Linked DNA regions of Sus scrofa: region 1 is linked to region 2. The links are chromatin contacts, called in public Hi-C maps. All regions are on one chromosome and are shown on one strand. Each heading gives the region's core, a stretch centred on a gene start, on an enhancer-like site or on the middle of the called end of the contact. The rest is flanking DNA. Distances are from core to core; before and after follow the strand shown.

Region 1 (6,575 bases), core at 1,583-4,082, 390 kb after region 2:
TGTGATCCCACCCTCAGCCTGTCCTCGGTCTCGCTCTTCCTCCTGAAACCTGGATTCTGAACACAGCGCCTGCTCAGTACCTGCTGATACACCACCCGTCCCAGCGTGGCTCCTCGTCCTCTGACCTAGCTGCTCGTGGCCCATCAGCTGCCTCCTCTTGAATCCCCTCCCTCCTCTGGACCACGTCAGATGTCCCCTTCAAGATGACAGTTCTCATTTTCCATGACCCATCGCTGCCATTCCATGCCACGGGCTCCATGCCTGCCTTTGGGCTGCTGATAGAAAAATACAATCGTAAAACTCCACAGAAGAGCAGCCCGAGGCCTGGGCAACGACAACTGACATTCAGTAACAGGGCACCGCTCACCTCTTGCCCGGTGCATGGATGACTTCGATCCGTCTTCAGAACCACTCCACGCAGTAGAGGTTAACATCATTCTCACGGCCAAGGGGAAGTAATGGAGTCTCTGAGAGGTCAGAACATGCCCACGGCCAGAGAACTAGGAGAACAGCAGAGGCTGGATTCATACGTGGGCTGTATGGTGGTCCAGAGGCCACACCTTGGCCACCAAGACACAGGGCATCGTCGATCGCCAGAGGGCCCTGGGCCAGCTGTGATCTTCCACAGCGCAATTGTAGACCTGGTCACTTCTCTCAAACCACCGTCCTTTCTACCCTTCCTCTCCCTCTCACCACCTGACCCTGCCTCCTGAGGACAGAGAAAATAGGAGCCAGCAGAGCACTTGTCCTGCCTCCTGCCACGAAACATGCAAACTTACCTGCATCACCTGCTTTTCCCACCTGTTACAGTGGGATATGTTTCAGACGAGAAAAGGGCACAACTCTAAGATAAGAGACATGCTCTTTCCAAGGGGAGAATGAAACCGTTTTATTTGGGGGAATGTTAAAACAAAGCCATATACACTTTGTAACAAAGACAACACAACTGTTTGTTCCCTCATCCTGAATAATTACAGTATGTACAAATTCAATAAGGCACTGGTTCCCCAAAAGAACACGAGTCTTCTTTAGAAACAAACAACAGAATCCCTTATATAGTCTAACTTTTCTCCAAAAAATATGGCATTTTTTTTTAATATTTTACAAAAGGAATCATAACCTCTAAATGAAGTCACTTTTGGTGCCACGTCTTTCCTTTCCGTGGCTACGTCACGAAGTTTCCTAAGGAGATACACCTAGAGAATTATTCAAGTTTTAAAAGCTGTACTTTTTTCAGTGCCTTTCCGCCTACAAACAAAAAAGAACCAGAAGAGACCAACAACATAAAACTCTTAACTTCTAATCAAGACGCGTGACTCTACAAACAGGGGGGTCGATCATTACTCAGTGCTGGCCCTGCCTGACGATACAACAACTGAAATGCATCTAAGAATTCCCTGTAAATAAAATCTTAGCATGTTTTCTATGAAGCTTTATTTTGAGAATAAAAAGAATGGTCACTAGTGACTTCTGAGCAGTGCTTTCCAGGAGGTCAAAGGCCTGTCTCCTCACACACAACTTTTATAGAGCTGTTGCCTGTGATTGAAAGATCTACACCCCTTTATAAATAAATATTATGTTTCATTTAGTACTTTATCATCCATAATATTTTACTCTCTAATCCACAGAATGGAGTTGTGCCAGACTCCAAACTGAGCATAATATTTATATATACATACATATTTATATAATATATACACACATAAACTATAAACCCGAACATCTTAGTGTACAAAACTTATATTAGCTAACAAGTAATATGTTAGGATTCCTTCTCAGGGGAGCGATTAGAAGAAAATCTTACTCTTTGAAATAATCCTGAAAGTAAGCAACTGACTACTTTATTTCCAGGTTTCCACTATTCTATTGAACGACAAAATAAAAAATAAATTCACTTCTGAGCTACGAGAAGCTTAAAAATCAAAATGAATTATTTGGAACTGAGTAGGTAGTCTCTTTAAAAACAATTTAATATTCCCTAAACAAGGTGAATTTTGGTTAGATACAAAGGAAAATCTAATCATAAATAAATTCTTGTCTCCTTGAAAGACTATAATAACTAAATGGGTCTTTTTAAGTGTCTCAGGAATAATTTTTATATGTTTGTAGTGAGTAAATCAGGTTGGGGATTAGGAAGTGATCTGTCCATGTTTTTCCAAAGCCACCAAACAAACAAAATAGAAGAAATTTGCGTACAATTTTAATTTCTTCTCTTTCTTCACAGGAACCAACACCTTCCTAGAAATTTATTTTCAAATCATCACCTCCCTATAAAATAGTCTGATTTGAAGATATCCATGTGTAAGAACTTGCCAAACATAAAACACATTTTAAACCCAAGATCACTTAAATTTAGGGAAAATAAACATAAGCATGTCGCCACTTCACTGACACACGTTTACTCGTTTGTAAATGATCCGATTAGAGGCACTGAAGTTTGTCTCCCAGGCTCCAAGGATTATCACACGTTGTTGGAACCCCAGACTCCTTCTAAGCTCTCACAAAGAATCTGCTTTGACCCAAAGAAAGGAACCTTTACACTGCTCTTCAGGTACCTTAGTATCAGTCAAAGCGGCATTTGGATTACACGTATAGTTAGAACCAACTGTTTTTAATCTTGGAAAAAACAGAAACCTCTGGGCATAGTCAAGGATTAAGAAAATATCCTGTCTTCGCTACAAACGAGAGGTGGTTACCAAGTGGGTGCTGAACACACAGCACTGCTTCTCCTGCTTCTCCCCACCCGTCCGAGGAGCTCACAGCCAGTCTCTGCTCTGCGACGCTCTCAGGAGGACCAAGCCACCAGCGGCCAGTCCACTTCCGCAGTGAGGACAACACTTCCTCTTTTTTCATGCAGCTGTCACATCTTCAGAAACCCTCCATCCTTCAGCCACCCAGTGGTGAAACGAAAATGTTAGGAAACACTGCCCCCTGGAGGATTCTGGAAGGAACATCTCCTTTTTGTGTGGTTTGTTTTGTTTTTTTGTTTTTTTCTCTAAGGGCAAAGGGAGGTACTCCCGAATTCTTTACTAAACATTACGGAATTTCTGAGCAGCAAAAGAAAACCACAGTCAGGACGGAAATGAATAAAGCTGAGAGGGGTGTGTACATCTTAGCCGTTATCATGTTCCTCTTGCTAAGGACTACTGGCCCTGTCAACAATGGGACGCATGTTGCTCAAAAGTTAAAACCTCACAGCAAGGAAGAGGCCAGGAGATGCTTTTGCACAAGCGCCACAGAGAAGGAAAAACCAATAAATTAAAAAGGAAATTGAACATCATGAGAATAAAATAAAATAGCGTCAGCATTCCTAAGATGCGAAACGATCACGGAAGGTGTACATACTCGATCCGTATCTCTTCCGGAAAAAAGAATCAGAGCAGCCCTGGTATTTTGCAGCCTCTGCTATCATTTCTCTGCTGTCCCATTTGGAGGTTAGGTTTATCTATTTTTAAATTAAAAATTTAGTTACATTAACCGGACACACGATTCCCCTCCCTCCCTTAACTCAGACACAAGAAGGCAGACAATAACCAAAAGAAACCATCTCTGTCCACACACGATGAGCTGTGCACGCGCTGCCCCTCGGGCTCCTGAGACTGGCTCTTCGGAGTCTGTAAGAAACAAGCCACTTGCACCTTCACCCTCATGCTGTACCTTTTTGACCCAATCTTCTTACAGCACAGAGGGCAAAATGATCTCTATTTTAAAGCCCCTTGTCTTCAACAGACCTGATGGCCATTAAACTGAATATCGATCCTTTCATTTGAGAGATCAAAAGATTGCATGGGTTACTTCTCTGCACAAAAAAAAGCTCAGTTTGTGTTTAACGAAAAGGAAGGGATTTCATCAGGGAAAAGCAAATGCCTAACAGAATCAGACATGCAAGTGGTTGTGAAGAACAGTGTCAACATTTACTGCTAAGAGAGTCGCATAAAACTTTCATTTGTTCCATATCCCCTGAAAGCTGCAAAAGGGCATCTGCAGGAACCCCCAAATGTGGTCCCCAACCAGAGGTGGCTGGTTCCCAGGTGCGTTCACGTTGCCTCGGCTGCCCCTGGGCAGGGCTGGCAGGAGTGGTCTGAGCAGGCAGGGGGGCAGCAGGGGTCAGGGGCCTTTTAAGATGCCTTCCATCCTGTTCTCCAGCGTCACAGACTGTCTTTCAGTTGGGAGAGTGCAACGCAGTTTGTCAATGGAAACGTATTTTAAGTTACCGTCCAGTAGAGGTTCCCGGAAGAACGTCTGTTGTTATTATTTAATCTCTAATCGTATAAACCTTAAAAAAATCTGCATTGTTTGTTTCATTTTGGCAAAATTAAAGCATCTTTTGAAAAAACAAAAAGGCGATCCCCAAATCCAGGGCTTTCTTAGAAAGCAACACGCATCACATCCTGAACAAGGAACCCAAGCGGTTTCTTCCTCCTGCGAACAGAGGCGATGAATTCGTGGGAGCTTCTCTCTTGTCTGGGCTGCACCCCGAGCGGTGGCGAGGCTGAACCCACCGGGAAGCAGGATGATGTTCACAGTCTGTACTGTGGATGCTTCTGCAACATCTTTTGCTCGGCCTGCAAACCAACGAGTATCTACCGGCTTCCTCCAGAGATGCTTGTTCTTGCCCTCAGGTCAGAGTTTAATGTCCTGGGACTCTGACATCTTGGCCAGTGTTTTCTTCACCCGCAGGGCTGTCAGTCTGGAGGCAGGATTCTGCGCCCAGCATTCTGTCATGAGTTTCCCCATCTGCCTTAGACACTGTGGGAAGGAAAGGGGAAACTGGCGTTACTCTAGAGAAATGTACCCTCTGCAAGGTCAGCCCTTGACACTGGCTTTTAGTTTGGAGTGTCTCAAGTTTGACTCTATTTTTAAAAGATATTGTTAAAGCCAGGCAGACACCAAGTTCCATAAGCATTCATTTCTCATGCCAATGGTCAATGTCTCTGACAGATTTTCACGTCTTCCTAGTGACTGGAGGGAGCAGGTGGTTTTGCTGATGGTAGATGAGCACCTTTGAAGGCAGAGTGAATAGACAGAAAAATACCCAGGAGTGTGTATTCCACGGCACACTCCCAAACTGGCTGTAACTCTTGATAAGCTTCAATCTTTTATCTAATTTCATAGCATTCAAACAAACCTGGTTATTCCTAAATCACAGCTGTCTGCTGTACTAATAGCATCACCCTGCAGCATTTCACAAGATGAATGACCTGCACGCAGCCTCGCTACCGCTTTCTCCCGCGTTCTCCTGTGGTACATCAATTATTGGTCTCCGTGCTGAAAAGCACCATTTCACTTCATTAGAAATCCTCGAATGGGACTCTGTGCAGGGATTCTGAGGAATATCAGTGTTCATAACCACCTTGCAAACAATACGACTCTAGCCTCTTATAAAGCTTTCTGCACAGCTCACTGGAAACATATATCTTATTTAGCATTTCAGTAACTAGCCACAAACCCAAGGAACCAAAGGTTATTTTTAAAAGGATGTGTGGCACGGAAGAATGAGTTTATAAACAGTGTTCTGCCCACCTGTCTGCTCTGGCTTTGGTACCTTTTTTTTGGGGGGGGGAATGCTCACCCCCCTCCCTGAGTGTCCCAGCACTCTGAGTGCCCGGGGTTCTCCAGGCCTGGGTGTGGGGGCAGGGTAGGGGGTGGCGTGTGGTGTGGTTAGAGGCGCAGCGGGTGATGGAGACGCGGGGGAGCAGGAGGAGATGGGGCCAGAAAGGCCAGCCGCCCGGCTCATCTCCTGGCAAGTCTGTTAGACCTGTTTGGGTTTCACACCGTGGACCTGCTCAGAGCCCGGCCCACGGTGGGTTTATTCACACAGCATCGCATCATCCTTATTCACCAAGATCCACGCCACGGTCAGGCATCTCAACTCGCTCAGCGTGGACTACTTCTGTGTACGGTAAGCCGAATTCTCCAGATGGCCAGCTCTGCTTTGGTCAACACACATGAGTGCTGTACGCACATTTGTCGTGGAGAAAATTCACCATGTTTTACAAACACACGCAGGGAAATAATAGCCTGTGTGCAAGTGTCAGGACGTCACCAACAAATGAAACAGTGTCATGGGTCATGCTGGTGAAACGCTGACCCCATGCCATGAATTTTGGAAGTGGCAAGATCAAGCCGGAGAAGGCACAGCAACTTGCACGCAGCGCACCCAGCTCAGTCGCTGCCATGAGGCCCCATCAGCTTCGGCATCACAACGACCTGGTGTCATGAGCATCGGGAATCCTGGCAGAAGGAGACAAGTCTGTTTGGACACTGGTCACAGCTACACAGTGACCTCCAGCCTCACCTCGTCGCTACTCCACCGGTTGGGGAAGGAGGGCCGCAGCTTCTTGATACACACAATCTCCCTCATGTCCTCGTAGGAGGGGTCGCTGGGCACCAGGTCATGGTAGGGAAGCTGATACTCTTCCACTATACCTGCCAAGAGGGTTTTAGGAATGTTACTATTTTCTTGGGAAGAGGAAATACAAGTCTAACCAACTGGGCTCCATGGAAAGTGCTGTCAGTACCAGAGACCAGGTCAGGCTGCAAAAGAGCAACAAACAAACAAAAGCAAACCACCT
Region 2 (6,340 bases), core at 2,326-4,825:
AATTTGAAATTTTGTCCCAAGGAAAAAAAAAAAGTAGGTTTTTTTTTTTTTTTTTTTTTTTTTTTGGTTTTTGTCTTTTTGCCTTTTCAAGGGCTGCTCCCGTGGCATATGGAGGTTCCCAGGCTAGGGGTCTAATTGGAGCTGTAGCCGCCAGCCTACGCCAGAGCCACAGTAACGCCGGATCTGAGCCACCTTTGTGACCTACACCACAGCTCACGGCAATGCCGGATCCTCAACCCACTGAGCAAGGCCAGGGATCCAAACCCACAACCTCATGGTTCCTAGTCGGATTCGTTAACCACTGAGCCATGACGGGAACTCCACAAAAAGAAGTTTTAATAAAGGACTTAGCTCAGATTTAGGATCCGTTAGCTCTCATTGATCTCGTTTATTAAATATTCCAGAAGTGTTTATTGATCACCTATTATGTGTCAGGCAGTTTTCTAGGTTCTGGGTATAGATCCTGGAAAGTACTAAGAAAAAAAAAATTCTTCTCCTTAAAGAAGCATACATTCTATTGGAGAGTACCCAGCAGATACAGACACAGACACACATACACACAGACACACACACACACACAGACACACACACACACACACACAGAGCTATGTATACTTAAACTACACATTTATGTGTTTTTATAAAATAAGCACTATATGAAAAATCAAAGCAGGTAAATGCAATTGTGGGTGAGCTATTTTAGGTCAATTGGTCAGAGAGGGTCCCTCTAAGCAGTGACATTTGAGCCCAGATTTAAGTGAAGAAAGTTAGTAGTTCCATGCTCAGAAGTCTCGGCAACACTATATTCATCATCTTTTCCATGAAGAAAAAACTAGGCAGGATGTTGCTGTGTAAAAGCAAGTTGCATCTGCAATCACAGATTGTAGGAAAGTTGCCTGCTTGGTGAAGTTGATCAGTTTGCTGGTTCTTTCCTTGTTCTCTTGCACTCACTCTTCTCTCCCTTTTCCACCTCATCTCTACATACCATTTCTCAAAGGATTCCTGCTCTCTGTAGGCTGAGTTTTGGTACTCAACTACTTTCCCCTTCTTTTCTCTTACTCTTTGTATCAGAGAATTAATTAATTAATACTCTTTCTATCAGAGAATTAATTTTATGCACCGTCTGTCATTGGGCACGTCAATGACCCAAGTAGAATTTCGTGACAACTTAATTCTACTTAGCTAACTAGACTTTGAGGATTCTTCCCTACTGAGCCTTTTTGACACTCAATCAACCAATACTGATTGAGCACCAGCTACATATTTGGCTCTGTGTTAGGGGCAGGGGATATAATGATGAACAGACAAAGTCTCTGCCTTAGAAAGAATTAAATAAATTCTCCTTAGAAAAGGTAGGCAATAACATTGCAAATGAATAAATAAATAAAATTTAGATGTTGTTAATATAATGAGCACATTGTGGAAGTTTCTTAGTAATTAAGCTGCTGTCCTTTTTGGAAAAATTATAAAGACAAATATGAAATATAATCATAACCCCTACTAGTGATGTCATCCTTAAAATAAAGGATGGCTTATGAGTGGCCTAGCAACACTGTTCAATATAGTAGCCCTAGGAGTTCCCACTGTGACACAGCTAGATCAGCAGTGGTGTCTCATCTCTTTAGCACTGGGACTCAAGTTGGATCCCTGTTCTGGCACAGTGGGTTAAGGATCCAGTTTTAGGCCACAAATGGCCAGGGGAATCAACATATCTGGGGGTGGCCAAAAAAGAAAAAGACAACAAAACAAAAACACAATATAGTCGCCCTAGCCATGCGGCAATAAACATTAATCAATTCCATAAAAATAAAAATGTTCAACTCACACTAGTCACATTGCCAGTACGCAATAGCAATATGTGTCTAGTGACTACCACTTTGGAAAGCACAGATACAAACATGTTTCTCATTGCAAAATGTTTGTCGGCCAGCACTCAGCTGGTATGCAGCTGATAGGAACGTTTTGTCAATGCTAAGAACAGCAGCTAACAATTTCATGTGTCAGGCATTTTGCATATGTTGAACTCATTTTTCTCTAACAAAACTCTAGAAGAGAGTTGCTGCTACTGGATCCATCTCACAGATAAAGAGACTGAGGCGGCTAGCTTTATTTATTTATTTATTTATTTGACATTTGTCAGCTAGTAGTAGGAAATGCTAAGAATTAAACCCAGGCAGACTGACACAGGAACCTCTTACCCTTTTACCCAAATATCCAGATATCTTGGTATGGGGAAGCTGAAGAGGGTGAAAAGCGGTTTGGGCAGGCTGTGTGCCTCCACAGAAATAAGAACTGGCTTGATTTTTCAGTGTCTTTGCCAGGGATGACCTTTTTCCGATCTACCAGACTCATCCAAGACAAGTCTTATCAGCAAGAGGTTTAGAAGGAGCTTGGCAGGCATAATCCTGGAACTTTGAAACCATTTAATAAAATATTTCATAGATGAAGAACTGAGACATGCAGTTTAGCTGCCCTGCCCACTGAATGAGTTAGGACCACAGCCAAGATTAGACCACAGCTTCCTGCCTGTGTGTGTGTGTGTGTGTGTACACATTGCCTCTTTGTCACCAAGAGCTTAAAATTTCCTTGATAAATTACTTAGAAATGTAATAATCTTGGGAACTGGTTTCTTCTTCCCAGGTCAGTGTGCCAGTGTGTTTTGAACTTTTAATCCATCCACTCTCCTTTCATCCAGGCTTTCCTTATTTTATCCACCCATTCTCACACTCCCGCTGCATCATTACAACAGGGATCCATAACTCAGCTATCCAGACAATTCTTTCCTGAAGAAAAAAATAATAAATTAAAAATGCATAGCAGTTTGAGTCCTTACACAGACTGTTAGGAATCTGGAGAACCTGTCAGAGGTTCCACCCTCACTTTAAGTGAGTATTTACAAATTTTGTTGTGCAGTGTTTCTGGGAGTTTCTTCTCGTAGCATCTCACCACGCTTTACATACTCAACCTTGCCAGCCACCAAGATGCACGCCAATAAAGCTCCGTTGGAAAAGAAAAAAAAAAAAATGTTTTCCTTGAGGTTTTAGTTTCTGTTCCACCACGGAGAGATCACGGGTGCTCAGCGCATCCAGCGGTCTGAGGGGCGCTGACAGCCCCCAGACTGCAGCGTGTCGGGGGCGCTGCGAAAGCTTCCTGCCTCTTCCCTGCCACGCAGGACTTCAGCTGGAGCCCGAAGCCGGCTCAATCAATCGCAAGACCCAAAGTCGCAGAGCGCGTCCCGTCCCGGGGAGTCTGGCATGGGCTCCGGCGGCGCCGCGGCGAAGCTGGCAGGCGGCAGGCTGAGCTACCCCGGCCACTGCCAAGCGGCTCGGGGCGCGCCCGCTGCGCTCTCGCAGTCCGGGTCTGGCGCGCCGCGGGAGGCAGGCGCGCTCCCACCCTCAGAAGCCGCCTCTTTGCTCAGGTCTCTCTCGCCTCAGCTTCCTCAGCTAAACCAACAGCCGCTCTCCAGCTCCGGCTCTGGGCACGCAGCTCCCTCCAATCCTTGCTTACATAACGCGGGCGGGCGCGCTCCCGCCGCCGCTTCCCCTCCGGCGGAGTAGGGCTGGGCCCTCCACGCCTCCTCGGCTAGCGCCTCCGCGCGCCCGTGCGCCCCGCACTAGGAGGTGACCCTCCTGGGCCACCCAGCAACAGCGGCAGCAGCCTGGACGTCTCTCCCTCCGCGTGACAACACAGATTGGAGACGGGAGCGGCCTCCCAAGTGCACCACTCCCTCCCTCCGCTCCCCACTCTCTCTTGCACTCCCTCCGCCCCAGCCCCCCCCACCCCCGCCCGCCCCCCGTGCCTGTGTGTGTTTGGCACCGGCAGGGGACCCGGGGAGCAGTCCAGGCTCGGCGCGCGGCGGAGCTACGGCTGCTCTCGCTGCTGAGAGGCGCGGCGCGGCGGCCGCCTTGCGCCTCCCCGGACTTTCCAAGTGGGGGCAGAGCAGCCGCTCGCGGAGCCGCCAGTTAGAAGGCAAGGGAAAGAGAGACCTCCAAACTCCTCCTCAGCGTCTCCTCTCCACCCCCTTTTGGCCCCTGCCCTTGGAGAAAGTGGAGTGTGGCGCTCGGTTATCTTATTTCTTCAGACAGCTTCGCGGAGCACGGAGTCAGCGGCTGCCCTGTGGGGCTCTCCGCTGTTGGCGCGCCTCTGTGTGTGGCTCCCCCAGGCACACCTCTGTCGACGATGAGGAAAGGTCTGCGGGCGACAGCGGCCCGCTGCGGACTGGGACTGGGATACGTGCTGCAAATGCTTGTGCTACCTGCCCTGGCCCTGCTCAGCGCCAGCGGCACCGGCTCGGCCGCTCAAGGTAAGGGGGTCCGCCGATCTCCGCAGCCACCTCCCTTCGCCTCCTCCTTCCCTCCTTCTTCCTCTCCTCCTCCCCGGTTCTCCTGGCTTCGCTAATCCCCCTCGTTTCTCTCCACGGCAAATCACTTGCAATTCTACTTTCCCAACTATTCGAGAAGCTTTGGTTATGATGTTTAATCGATCCTCCGAAATGGGCACGGATGGGCCGGGGACGCACGGGGTGTGGACGCACGTCTGTCCCTGGGCATGTGGACGCCTTGGTGTCGTTTACACTTTCTGCTCCAAACGCACACGTTGTTGCGTATTGTGCAGCCCGAGGTTTGGAGAGACACTGAGTGCGGGTGGCAGCGTGGCATGCCCTAGATGCACCCTGATGCGCAGAGGCTCCCCGCGCTGTGCCGCGTCTGGGAGCCTGGGGAGTCTCTGAGCACGCCAGGCGCGGAAGGGCGCTCAGCGAAGGAAATGTGTCCATTACGGCCGAGGACCCGCCGGCGCTGGTGCCCCTCGGCTGCTGCTCGGGCTGCTGTGGCGATACACCGCGCACCGGGACCCGCCACCCAGCCCGCAGGCCGTGGGGTGTGCACGCCTCCGCTCTCCTACCCTCTCGGCGTCCCCCACCCAGCGGGCGACCGAGAAACTTAAAACCCCAGAGCTCGGAGGAAACGGACTGGTCGTTCAGACCAAATCCGAAACTCCCCGGGGTAACCGGCCACTTTATAACTCTGGCATTTGAATTTAATGCGTCTGAGCTTTAAAAGAAGTGTCCGGAGCCCTGGGCAAAACCGGCGTCGGGAGAAGCTGGGCCAAGGAGTTGAGGGTGGGGAAGGGAGGAGGGGAGGCACGGGAGCTAAGGGCGTCCTTCTTGCCCTCGTAGTTTGAGGTGGTAGAGGCAGATCCCAGCCTCCCGAGCTCCGAGCTGAGCAGAAGGGAGACGGAGAGGAAAGACTCCACGGGGTTTCTGTCGGGTCACCTGGGTCCCCAACCTTCTGGCCAAGCTGAGCGCCCACCTGGGTCTTAGCGCCCAGTTTGGTGGTGGTTGCTGGCTCCGGGGAGGGCAGCTCAGCTGTTCTCTGGGATGGGGGCGCGGGTGCAAGAAGCTTCTGCAGCGTTTCGGAGGTCATCCAGGCATCCCATCATCTCGGTTACACTCTTGCCAAATTTGGAAGGCAGAGGAAGTGCAACGACAGCCTCACCTCCCCGGGAGATGCTCAGACACTCCGGAGCTTAGCCGCAGCAGTCCCTCTGCTCGGGAGAGGCGCTGGGGGCCCGGGCTTTGGAGGTGGAGCGGAGCGCTGAGAGTAGGCTAGAGTCTGGGTGGGGAGGTAAGTGATTAGCGAGGCTTTGTGAATTAGCCATAGCTACTTCGGGAGTAAATTTTCCTGCTGCCTCGCTAAGTAGCCACGCTCATAAATCCTTCCTTCCCTCCTTGCCAGATGCCTCCCTTCCCCGAGGTTCTGCTGCCCTGATTTTCTTATTCATAATTCCAGAGCTCATCTGTCTGTCCATTTTACAAAGAAATCCCCATTGAGAAGCATAAACTTCTTGTTGGTTTCTTGAAATTGGAAGGTCTCAGGAAAGGCAGCTGAGGGTGCTTAGAGGGATGTTTGGAAGTTTAAGTGAGCAACCTGATGAATTGTTGTGGAATCAACCGCGTGACTCCCAGTGGAATTCGCCTACTGTTATTGGGAGCACAAAGGACTCAGCTATAGGGTGGGGGTGGGAGTGAGAGGGGGACAGGGCAGTGAGGGAACTGTTAGTTAAAGTCCCCAAAGATGCCACACAGGCGATGTAGGATCCCTGCCGAGAGCTTACTACAGCCAAATTAAAAAGACTGGATAGGAAGAAAGATCAATATAGATAATCAAACAGGAGATTGTAAGTGGATTAATATTGAAAGAAGAAAGGGGAAGAGAGTAAAAGAAAAGACGCTCAGGATAGAATGAGGGTTTGCTACTTACACATTTTTCATCTTATAGACCTGGAAGTCAAAGATTGTGGATTTAACCTACTCTTCTGATCTTGAGTGGAAAAATATAAT

What was found. Hi-C and Micro-C count contacts between places; a contact is called where the count stands out from the background.
Region 1: a Hi-C map of embryonic fibroblasts shows a contact between it and region 2, with 2.4 times the contacts expected there. The contact joins the enhancer-like site here to the promoter of UNC5C in region 2. A contact is called at or near these places in 8 of 47 Hi-C or Micro-C datasets (embryonic fibroblasts, epiblast stem cells, fetal heart ventricle and 3 more) and 1 of 2 datasets of contacts at active chromatin or transcription factors (skeletal muscle).

What each region holds. Positions count from the first base shown.
Region 1 is chr8:124,535,784-124,542,358 of Sscrofa11.1, forward strand. It overlaps BMPR1B (bone morphogenetic protein receptor type 1B), which reads right to left. Exons shown (of 13, transcript NM_001039745.1): 12 at 6,299-6,429; 13 at 2,987-4,749. The coding sequence ends at 4,624. Among named protein-coding and RNA genes, the nearest start is that of UNC5C, 390 kb to the left of the region's middle. Within about 2 kb of position 2,833, at least 13 of the 83 cell types and tissues checked have an H3K27ac peak or open chromatin away from gene starts, as enhancers often do. A contact at or near this core is called in embryonic fibroblasts, where this site is marked.
Region 2 is chr8:124,145,789-124,152,128 of Sscrofa11.1, forward strand. It overlaps UNC5C (netrin receptor UNC5C), which reads left to right and starts at 3,576. Exons shown (of 17, transcript XM_021100734.1): 1 at 3,576-4,303. The coding sequence starts at 4,180.